2 separate regions of the Rattus norvegicus genome follow, and region 1 is linked to region 2. The links are chromatin contacts, called in public Hi-C maps. All regions are on one chromosome and are shown on one strand. Each heading gives the region's core, a stretch centred on a gene start, on an enhancer-like site or on the middle of the called end of the contact. The rest is flanking DNA. Distances are from core to core; before and after follow the strand shown. Region 1 holds the start of Fzd7 (frizzled class receptor 7). Region 2 holds the start of Cdk15 (cyclin-dependent kinase 15).

Region 1 (5,037 bases), core at 404-2,903, 220 kb after region 2:
CATAGTATTCATGCTGGCTCTTGGGAGAGGGCAGAGGCCCCTTAGTAACTTCCGACCGGTCCGGGGCAATCAGACAACGCGCACGAGCGCCCAGTGCCTGGAGCAGGGTTAAGATTTGACCAAGAACAAAAGAACGCTTGCCAATCAGAAAACGCTACCCCAGAAGGAAAATAACCCCTCTTTGTGTCTCGAAAGCCCTTTAATTAGCAAATGCCCTGGTTTCTAACGCGCGTTAAAACTTTTCTATGTAGATTCCAAATGGAAAGATCAAATGGTTGCTTCTGCAACGAAGATGGGTTCTCTGGAGGCCACACACCTCAGAAAGAAGGGGAAACGGGGCAACCGAAGGCGCTCTGTAAATCATACAGAGAGTTCTGAGGCCCTCGGTCTCAGGTTACTCTCATAAGCATTCCCCCAGAGCTGCCTTAGAGCTCTCCAAAACCCCCAGAGCCTCTTGGGCATCCCAGGCTCCCAGCAGTGTGCCCGGGAGGGGTGGCAGGCTCGTGAGTGCCGCGCAACCCCCAGCTCTGGGCCCTCTCCTCCGAGGGTCTGCACTTCCTCCCGCCACAAGTCCGCCCCTCGGCCGACTCCGGTTTCTCCCTCCGGGCGGCCCCCCTTTTTGTAACTGGGGGAGGGAGAGGGGATTATGGCTTCACATGGTCGGCTGGGGTATGGGAAGAAAAAAACGGTCCTTAGTCGCACCCTTTCCTCGCTCCACACTGATGCTAACTAAAATCCTCCCGCTCTAGCCAGCCAGGCAAGGCTAACGTGACTCTGGGTCACGTCTCTCCGCCCTGGCACTGTGCTATTCTCAGCTTCTCGCCAAAGCCTTCAGCGAATGCCCCCTTTTGCTCGGGAATGTGTATTTTAGGGTACATGGAAGAGGAACCAATCTTTCAAGCAAGTTGCCTTTCTGGTGCGTTTTTCTCCCCTGAGCAAATTCTGGGTAAAAGTTTTTCCTAACTTTTCTCTCAGTTCTCCGCCCCTCCCCTCAGGAATCCGCCCAGAGCGCTTCAGGCACCGCCTTCCTCGTTCCCTCGGCCTCCCCTTCCGACTTCCACCCAATCGGAAGGCGTCTACAGAGAAAACAAAGCGCTCTATTGGACGTCCAGAGGGCTCGGGCCCGCCCCCGGAGTGGTTTGTGAATGGGGGGAGGGGAGGGGGCGGGGCGGCCCAGAGCCCTGCGAGCCCGACGCTTCTTCTAGCCACCAGTGCAGCTCCCAGGCGTTACTCTGCACTCCTTCCCTAGCGGGCGGTGGCGGACGCCGGGAGTTGCGGGCTGGGACTGTGCGGGGCAGCAGAGGCCGGGTGCAGGCCGACTGCGGGTGAAGGGGCTTCGGATTCCGCGCTACTACGTTTCCAAAGCGAGCTTGTCTAGCTCTTACCTCCCGAGCACCGATCGGACTCAAAGCAAGAACGAGCCCTTTGACTTGAAACTTGGGGCCGACCTTCCTAGGACTGAAGGAGGCTCCAGAATCAGAGGAGGCGGCAGCGGTGGCCCGCGGGGCCTCAAGGAGAGAAGGTGGAGCAGCACCCAGGCGACGACCAGAGCGAGCAAGCGGGGACGCTGGGCGCTGGCCTGGCGGAGGCCCGGCTTGGTGTAGGGGACGTGCGTATCGGCGTGCGCCCGGGGCTCGAGAAACTTGGGCAAACTTTGAAGGGTAACCGGAGACGCTTGTTGCTCGTCGCCGCAGAGAAAGCCGCACCGTTACGTCTCGGCGGGGAGGGTAAGGCGACACCCCCCTCGGTCCCCCCACTCCAGGCCCAGGAGTTTGAACCCCTGGAGGCCGCGTGAGTGCCACGCGGAGGCGGCTGCGGCGCCCCCTCGGCTGGCGGCCTCGCCCCCGCTGTGCAGGCACCCTAGCACCCTCGGCTCCGCGCCGCCCACGGCCCGGCCCCGGCGCCGGGAGGACTCTCATGCGCCGGGCGCGGCGGCGCCTCCCTGCATCCAAGCCGCTCCCCAGCGCCCCGTCTTTTTCCTCCAGCTGAGAACGCCGCTGCACTCTCGGCCGGCGATGCGGGGCCCCGGCACGGAGGCGTCGCACTCGCCCCTGGGCCTCTGTGCCTTGGTGCTTGCTCTTCTGGGCGCGCTGCCCACGGACACCGGAGCTCAACCATACCACGGCGAGAAAGGCATCTCGGTACCGGACCACGGCTTCTGCCAGCCCATCTCCATCCCGTTGTGCACGGATATTGCCTACAACCAGACCATCCTGCCCAACCTGCTGGGCCACACGAACCAAGAGGACGCGGGCCTCGAGGTGCACCAGTTCTACCCTCTGGTAAAGGTGCAGTGTTCTCCCGAGCTGCGCTTCTTCTTATGCTCTATGTACGCACCCGTGTGCACCGTGCTCGACCAAGCCATTCCTCCGTGCCGTTCCTTGTGCGAGCGCGCCCGACAGGGCTGCGAGGCGCTCATGAACAAGTTCGGTTTCCAGTGGCCGGAGCGGCTGCGCTGCGAGAACTTCCCGGTGCACGGCGCCGGCGAGATATGCGTGGGGCAGAACACGTCCGACGGCTCCGGGGGCGCAGGCGGTAGTCCCACCGCCTACCCTACTGCTCCCTACCTGCCAGACCCGCCTTTCACTGCGATGTCCCCCTCAGATGGCAGAGGCCGCTGGTCTTTCCCCTTCTCTTGCCCGCGTCAGCTCAAGGTCCCCCCCTACCTGGGCTACCGTTTCCTAGGCGAGCGTGACTGCGGTGCCCCGTGTGAGCCAGGCCGTGCTAACGGCCTCATGTACTTTAAAGAAGAGGAGAGACGTTTCGCCCGCCTCTGGGTAGGTGTGTGGTCAGTGCTGTGCTGTGCCTCGACGCTCTTCACGGTGCTCACCTACCTAGTGGACATGCGTCGCTTCAGCTATCCAGAGCGACCCATTATCTTCCTGTCGGGCTGCTACTTCATGGTGGCAGTGGCGCACGTGGCGGGCTTCCTGCTAGAGGACCGTGCCGTGTGCGTGGAGCGCTTCTCGGACGATGGCTACCGCACGGTGGCGCAGGGCACCAAGAAGGAGGGCTGCACCATCCTCTTCATGGTGCTTTACTTCTTCGGCATGGCCAGCTCCATCTGGTGGGTCATTCTTTCCCTCACTTGGTTCCTGGCAGCTGGCATGAAGTGGGGCCACGAGGCCATCGAGGCCAACTCGCAGTACTTTCATCTGGCCGCGTGGGCTGTGCCAGCGGTCAAGACAATCACCATCTTGGCCATGGGCCAGGTGGATGGTGACCTACTCAGTGGAGTGTGCTACGTGGGCCTGTCTAGTGTGGATGCACTGCGGGGCTTCGTGCTGGCGCCCTTGTTCGTCTACCTCTTCATCGGTACGTCCTTCCTGTTGGCCGGCTTTGTGTCTCTCTTTCGCATCCGCACCATCATGAAGCACGATGGCACCAAGACGGAGAAGCTGGAGAAGCTCATGGTGCGCATTGGCGTCTTCAGCGTGCTCTACACGGTCCCAGCCACCATCGTGCTGGCGTGCTACTTTTACGAGCAGGCCTTCCGCGAGCACTGGGAGCGCACCTGGCTCCTGCAGACCTGCAAGAGCTACGCTGTGCCCTGCCCCCCGGGCCACTTCTCGCCCATGAGCCCCGACTTTACAGTCTTCATGATCAAGTACCTGATGACCATGATCGTGGGCATCACTACCGGCTTCTGGATCTGGTCGGGCAAGACCCTGCAGTCATGGCGTCGCTTCTACCACAGACTCAGCCACAGCAGCAAGGGGGAGACTGCGGTATGAGCCCTGGTCCTTACCCCACCCTTGCCACTTCTACTCTTTCGCAGGAGGAGAGGCATGGTAGGGAAAGAACTGTTGGGTGGGGGGCTTGTTTCTGTAAACTCCCTGCCCCCTCCACTGAGCTTTAATCTGGAAGTGAGAAGTTATTTGGAGGTGAGAAGAAATTTGGGGTGAGAGATGGTCTTGAGAGGAGGCCCAAATGAAAAGGCGAAGGCAGTGGCTGAAAAGACTCCTGGCTAAGACTTGCAGGACGATGCTAACTGTGAAAGACATGGGCTGGCTAGGGTCTAAGGGAAAGGCTGAGATCAGAGACTGAGTTCGTCAGGCACCAGAGATGAGCCAGGGTTGTGAGTCCAATCCCCTGCTGCAAGGCAAGTGGCTGTCCTCACTCCAGTGAGGGAGGGGGTGAGGGTGGGGGAGGATACCGCTCTGTCTGCAGCCTAGGCTTTGTGGCCAAAATGGGGACCCCCTGCGGTGCCCTTGTCAAGCGGTGGTCAAACCATAATCTCTTTTCACTGGGGCCAAACTGGAGCCCAGATGGGTTAATTTCCAGGGTCAGACCCCTTACAGTCCTCCTCCCGGACCCCCTCCCGCCTGTTTTTCCTTCCCTACTCCTTTCAAGTCTAGTAAAATAAGCATTTGGAAGGCGGGGGAGTCCTGTCTGCTAGAGTCCTAACGCAGAGATGCCCGAGAAGGTTTCGGAGAGGAGGCCAAAGAGCCGAGTGGTAGATACAGTCTGCTACTTTTTCATTCTCTAGGAAAGGCGGGAGGCAGAACGAAGAAGAATGTTTTATTTGGTTTCATACCCTGAAAAGAAGTGATGACTTGATGCTTTTCAAAACAGGAATGCATTCCCCCCCCCCCCCCCTGTCTTTGTTATAAGAGACAAAGCGGGAAACAAAAGTGTCTCCCGGAGGAGAGGCCTAACTGTGAAGACAGTAGCTTTTACAGGCAGAGCTGCAGAAATCGGAGGTTTCCCCTGGGTTGTTAATTTGGTTGAGATAAACATTCCTTTTTAAGGAAAAGTGAAGGGCTGCTTTCCTAAGCGTCCGGCCACACGTTTTGACTTGGATAAAGGAAACGCAAGTTTTGTTATTTGTTTTAAACAGATTTAATTCAGAACATATGATCTAAAAGACTCCGGTAAACTGCTTAATGAAATCTTCCTCCATTCTACGCCCCCATAACCCAAGTTTTGATTTTCTGCCTTCTTTCTTCCGTCCAATTTGGGATTTTAGTTGTTTTGTTTTGTTTCTTTCCTCCAGACAGGGTCTCTCTGTGTAGCCCTGACCATCCAGGAACTAGC
Region 2 (4,409 bases), core at 691-3,190:
GTAACCCAGACTGACCTCTAATTCATGGCACTCTTCTTGCTTGCTTCCCAAGTGCTGACCATACAGGCAGGGACCCCATACCTTGCTTGCTTGTAGCAATTTTGAAATAAAACTTAAAATATATGCTCAAGGTTAGTGTCTTAAGGTTTTTTTTAGAAAGATTTATTTATCTATTTTGTTTATGTACAGTCTAATTGTCTTCAGACACACCAGAAGAGGGCATCAGATCCCATTACAGATGGTTGTGAGCCACCATGTAGTTGCTGGGAATTGAACTCGGGACCTCTGGAAGAACAATCAGTGCTCTTAATCACTGAGCCATCTCTCCAGCTCCCTTAGTTAGAGTTTCTATTGCTGTGAACAAACACCATGACCACAGCCAACTCTTATAAAGGAAAACATTTAAGTGGGGCTGACTTGCAGCTTCAGAGACTCAGTCATTAGCATCAAGGCAAGAAGCATGGTGTCATGCAGGCAGACCTGGAGCGGGGAAGGAGCTGAGAGTTCTACATTTTGATCCACAGGCAGCAGGAGACTGCTCTACTGGGGCTTATGCTTGAGCATATGAGACTTCAGAGACCACTTTTACACTGAAACACTTCCTCCAACAAGGGCACACCTACTCCAACAAAGCCATACCTCCTAATAGTTCCACTACCTATGGGCCAAGCTTTCAAATGCATGAGTTTATGGGGGCCATTCCTATTCAAACCACCACAATTAAATCACGTAAAAGTTAAGATTTAATGTCTGAAAGTTCGGTTGTTAAATATCCATGATACTGTTGTGATAACAGACTTAGCCCTTTTTCTCACAGAAATTGTTGTGCATGTTATTTGTGTCACGGAATAGGGGATGGGGGTGGGGGCGGGGGTTAGGGGTGGAGGGCTGGGGGCTGGAGAGATGGCTCAGTGGTGAAGAGCACTGACTGCTCTTCCAGAGGTCCTGAATTCAATTCCCTGAAACCACATGGTGACTCACAACCATCTGCAATGAGATCTGATGCCCTCTTCTGGTGTGTCTTAAGATAACTACAGTGTATCCATATAAATATTAAATAAAATCTTAAATTAAAAAGAAGTAATGTCATATATATATATATATATACACATATATATTTAAATGTGCCACCATACCCAGCTCAAACTCCTCTCTCCACCGTTGACTCTGCACTGTTAGTAGAGTTTTATCAACACAGGCATTTATTATATAGTGTTTGAAGGAATGACTGCCCTGTCAGACTGAGATGGACTTCTGTTTGGAGGCAGAGGGAGGAATCCTCAGCTCCCTTTCCACCCCACCGTTCTCTGGTTCCTTTGACTCTAAAAGTTGGCTAGGTGGCACACTCGTTTGAATGTTGGAAAACCAATCTGAGTCAGATGGCACACATCTGCAATCCCGGACTGGGGAAACTGAGGCAGGAGGATTACCTCCACTTGGAGGCTAGCTGGGCTAGTCTTGTGAGAGACAAGGACTCAAAAGAAAAAAGTTTGAAAACTAAGAGGCTTTCAGGAAAGCAAGGGATAAGACACCCCTCGGCATGACCACTTTAGCGAGGGGAAACCCAATAGACACTAGTCGAATTCTGGAAAAGTGAGTGTAGCCACAGAACTGACTGGTGGCTGGGGTAAGCTGGTGTACCCAGTTGTATTCTCTCGGTAAGAGCCTCCTGGTGCACCCAGTTGTATTCTCTCGGTAAGAGCCTCCTTGTTTTCGGGTGTGCACACATGAGCGCCAGCCGCTGCGGTTCTGATGCATAGTTCTTTGCACTGATGAGCTAAAACTGCTGAAGTCATGAGGCTGCTCCAGGCAGAGCCCTCGTGTGAGTCACACGAAAGCTCCACTCTGCTGACCTCTGGCAGAGCGGGGAGCGAATGAGGAGAGAAGAGACGGATGGGAAGAGGTTCAAGTGCCGGTTTTCTCCTTGAACCTGGACTAGTATGGGTCAAGAGCTGTGTGCAAAGAGCCGGCAGCCAGGATGCAGTTGCTACCACCGTTCGGAGGGAGGCGAGGCGCACAGCTGTCAGAGGAGCCAGCCTGGAAGCACCTCGGAGCCTGCTGTATTTGAGGTACTTGTATCCCGGGAGGAGCATCTTTAGTAAACCAAGCGATTCAGACAGACACTCCCTCTTGTAGCAGGGTCTGATTCCTCTGCGGTAGGTCTAAACTCATAAAAAGAAAATTCTATTAAAGTCACAGAGGATTTATGACTGTAGTTATCAAGTTTGGGGATGTACTTGTAAACCAGACGAGGGGAATAAGCCTTGGGTTTGGCCTCTTTTGACTTGAAACAGAGAAAGTGGTTCTTCTCTGGACATCTCTGAGCCACTAAATTGTAGGGCTGAACTGTAGAGGGCAAGCCGCCATACCGGTAGGTCCACTGTGGATTCTCAGTTTCAGTAATTAGCTCGTGATCATTAGCAGTGTCTAACTAGATTCTTCTAAGGTGTTACATTAAGTACCCAGGAAGGTGGGCAGGTATGGGGCAAACTGAGTTAAATGAGGAAAATGGAAAATACCCTCAAAGAGACTGGGTTAAACTGTGCAGGTGAAGGAAAAATTTAGTATTTCAGTAATTGGTACCATACATGGTTGTCTCTAAGATCTGACTTTCAGGAAACCTGCCTTTCATGGTAGGAAGCCTACACAACAACAACAACAGCAGCAGCAGCAGCAACAACACAAGCAAAAACCAGAACCAAACAAACAAAACCAGGCAAATAAAAACCAAGAAAAGGCTTGCCAGCCACCAAGTCTGACTGCACACATTGTGTGCGTGCTTTCCTCTTCCTCCAGCTAACAGACCTAAAAGAAGCATCATGTTCCTCGGCTTCATTTCACCCCAGGGGACTCCAGGCTGCCAGAGTCCAGAAGTTGGAGAGTAAAAGGCCACGGAGTAACAGTGATTCTTTTCAGGAAGAGAATCTGAGGCAGGGGGTGCCATGGGTGAGTGAACCGCTGACAGGCATCAAGGAGAATTTCATGGGTGCCTGTCTAGGGAAGCTAGTCTAGCCTTCACCTTCCAGGGACGCCTGTGTGGGCTTGCATGTGCTCTCACACATACACACACAGACACACACAACACACACACAACACACACACAGGCATACACACACACAACGCACAGACATACACACACAACACAGAATACACAGGCACACATGCGCATAGACACACACAAAAACACACACACACATGAACACAGACACACAGACACACATGGTCATGCACATACAGATACACATACACACAGACACACACAGAGACATACACACACATGTACACAGACAGACAGGTAGACAGACACACATGCACAGGCACACATACAGAGATGCTTACACACACATACATGTACACAGACAGATAGGTAGACAGACACACATGCACAGGCACACATACATACACAGACAGACAAGCACACACAACATAGACACTTACACACAGACACACACACAGACACATATACACATACGCACACACACACACACACTCTCTCTCTCTCTCTCTCTACTGTCTAATGTCCCTGGGGAAAAGATAAGTCAACATATTTTTTATATGTTCTTTCTATCTTCCCACCTCTCACCCCACCCTTGGAGCAGAAGAAGAGCTTCCCTTTTGGGGCAGCCTCATCTTACTTGAACTTGGAGAAGCTGGGTGAAGGTTCTTATGCCACAGTTTACAAGGGCATCAGCAGGTAAGTGACTTGTTAAAGACTTTTTTTTTTTTTTGTTGTTCTTTTTTTCGGAGCTGGGGACCGAACCCAGGGCCTTGCGCTTCCTAGGCAAGCGCTCTACCACTGAGCTAAATCCCCAACCCCGTTAAAGACTTTTGATAAGGGCATCTCCCTATTTTGATAAGGGCATCTCATCTATTGTATTATAAAGCCAACTGACATAGTAGAAACATTCACAGCTTTTGGGACTGTGGCAGGATATCTGGGCCAACGGGATGGTAGACATGGTGTTTTTTTATTTTTTGTTTTTTAGATTTTATTTATTTTATTTATATGAGTATACTGTAGTTGTCTTTAGACACATCAGATGGTTGTGAGCCACCATGTGGTTGCCGGGAATTGAACTCAGGACCTCTGGAAGAGAAGTCAGTGCTCTTAACCACTGAGCCATCTCTTCTGCTCTAGACAGGGTGATTTTAACAATCTTGAAAAGCAAAACAAACAAACAAACAAAGCGACATCAAAGAAAAAAACAAAACAACAAAAACCTAGCTAAAATCAACCACTGAGGAGGGTAGACTTTCTCCACTGTTGACCTCCAAATCAGTTACTACCCAGTGAGAGCCAGTTGGTGTCTTTAGAGCTTCTCTTAGCCCTTCCTGACTCTCACAGTGTGGGCTATCCAAAGGCTGACGCTCTGCATTCCTAAAACATACCGAATGGCTGGGAAAAAAGA

What was found. Hi-C and Micro-C count contacts between places; a contact is called where the count stands out from the background.
Region 1: a contact with region 2 is called in a Hi-C map of the A7r5 cell line, with 4 times the contacts expected there. The contact joins the promoter of Fzd7 here to the promoter of Cdk15 in region 2. A contact is called at or near these places in 3 of 12 Hi-C or Micro-C datasets (the A7r5 cell line, Schwann cells and mammary epithelial cells).

Annotation. Positions count from the first base shown.
Region 1 is chr9:68,423,885-68,428,921 of GRCr8, forward strand. Fzd7 (frizzled class receptor 7) reads left to right here and starts at 1,654. Exons shown (of 1, transcript NM_001271185.1): 1 at 1,654-4,473. The coding sequence starts at 2,016. The coding sequence ends at 3,734.
Region 2 is chr9:68,203,902-68,208,310 of GRCr8, forward strand. It overlaps Cdk15 (cyclin-dependent kinase 15), which reads left to right and starts at 1,941. Exons shown (of 14, transcript XM_039084847.2): 1 at 1,941-2,069; 2 at 2,797-2,946; 3 at 3,600-3,694. The coding sequence starts at 1,941. It overlaps LOC134480372 (a long non-coding RNA gene), which reads right to left. Exons shown (of 2, transcript XR_010054790.1): 2 at 1,180-2,162.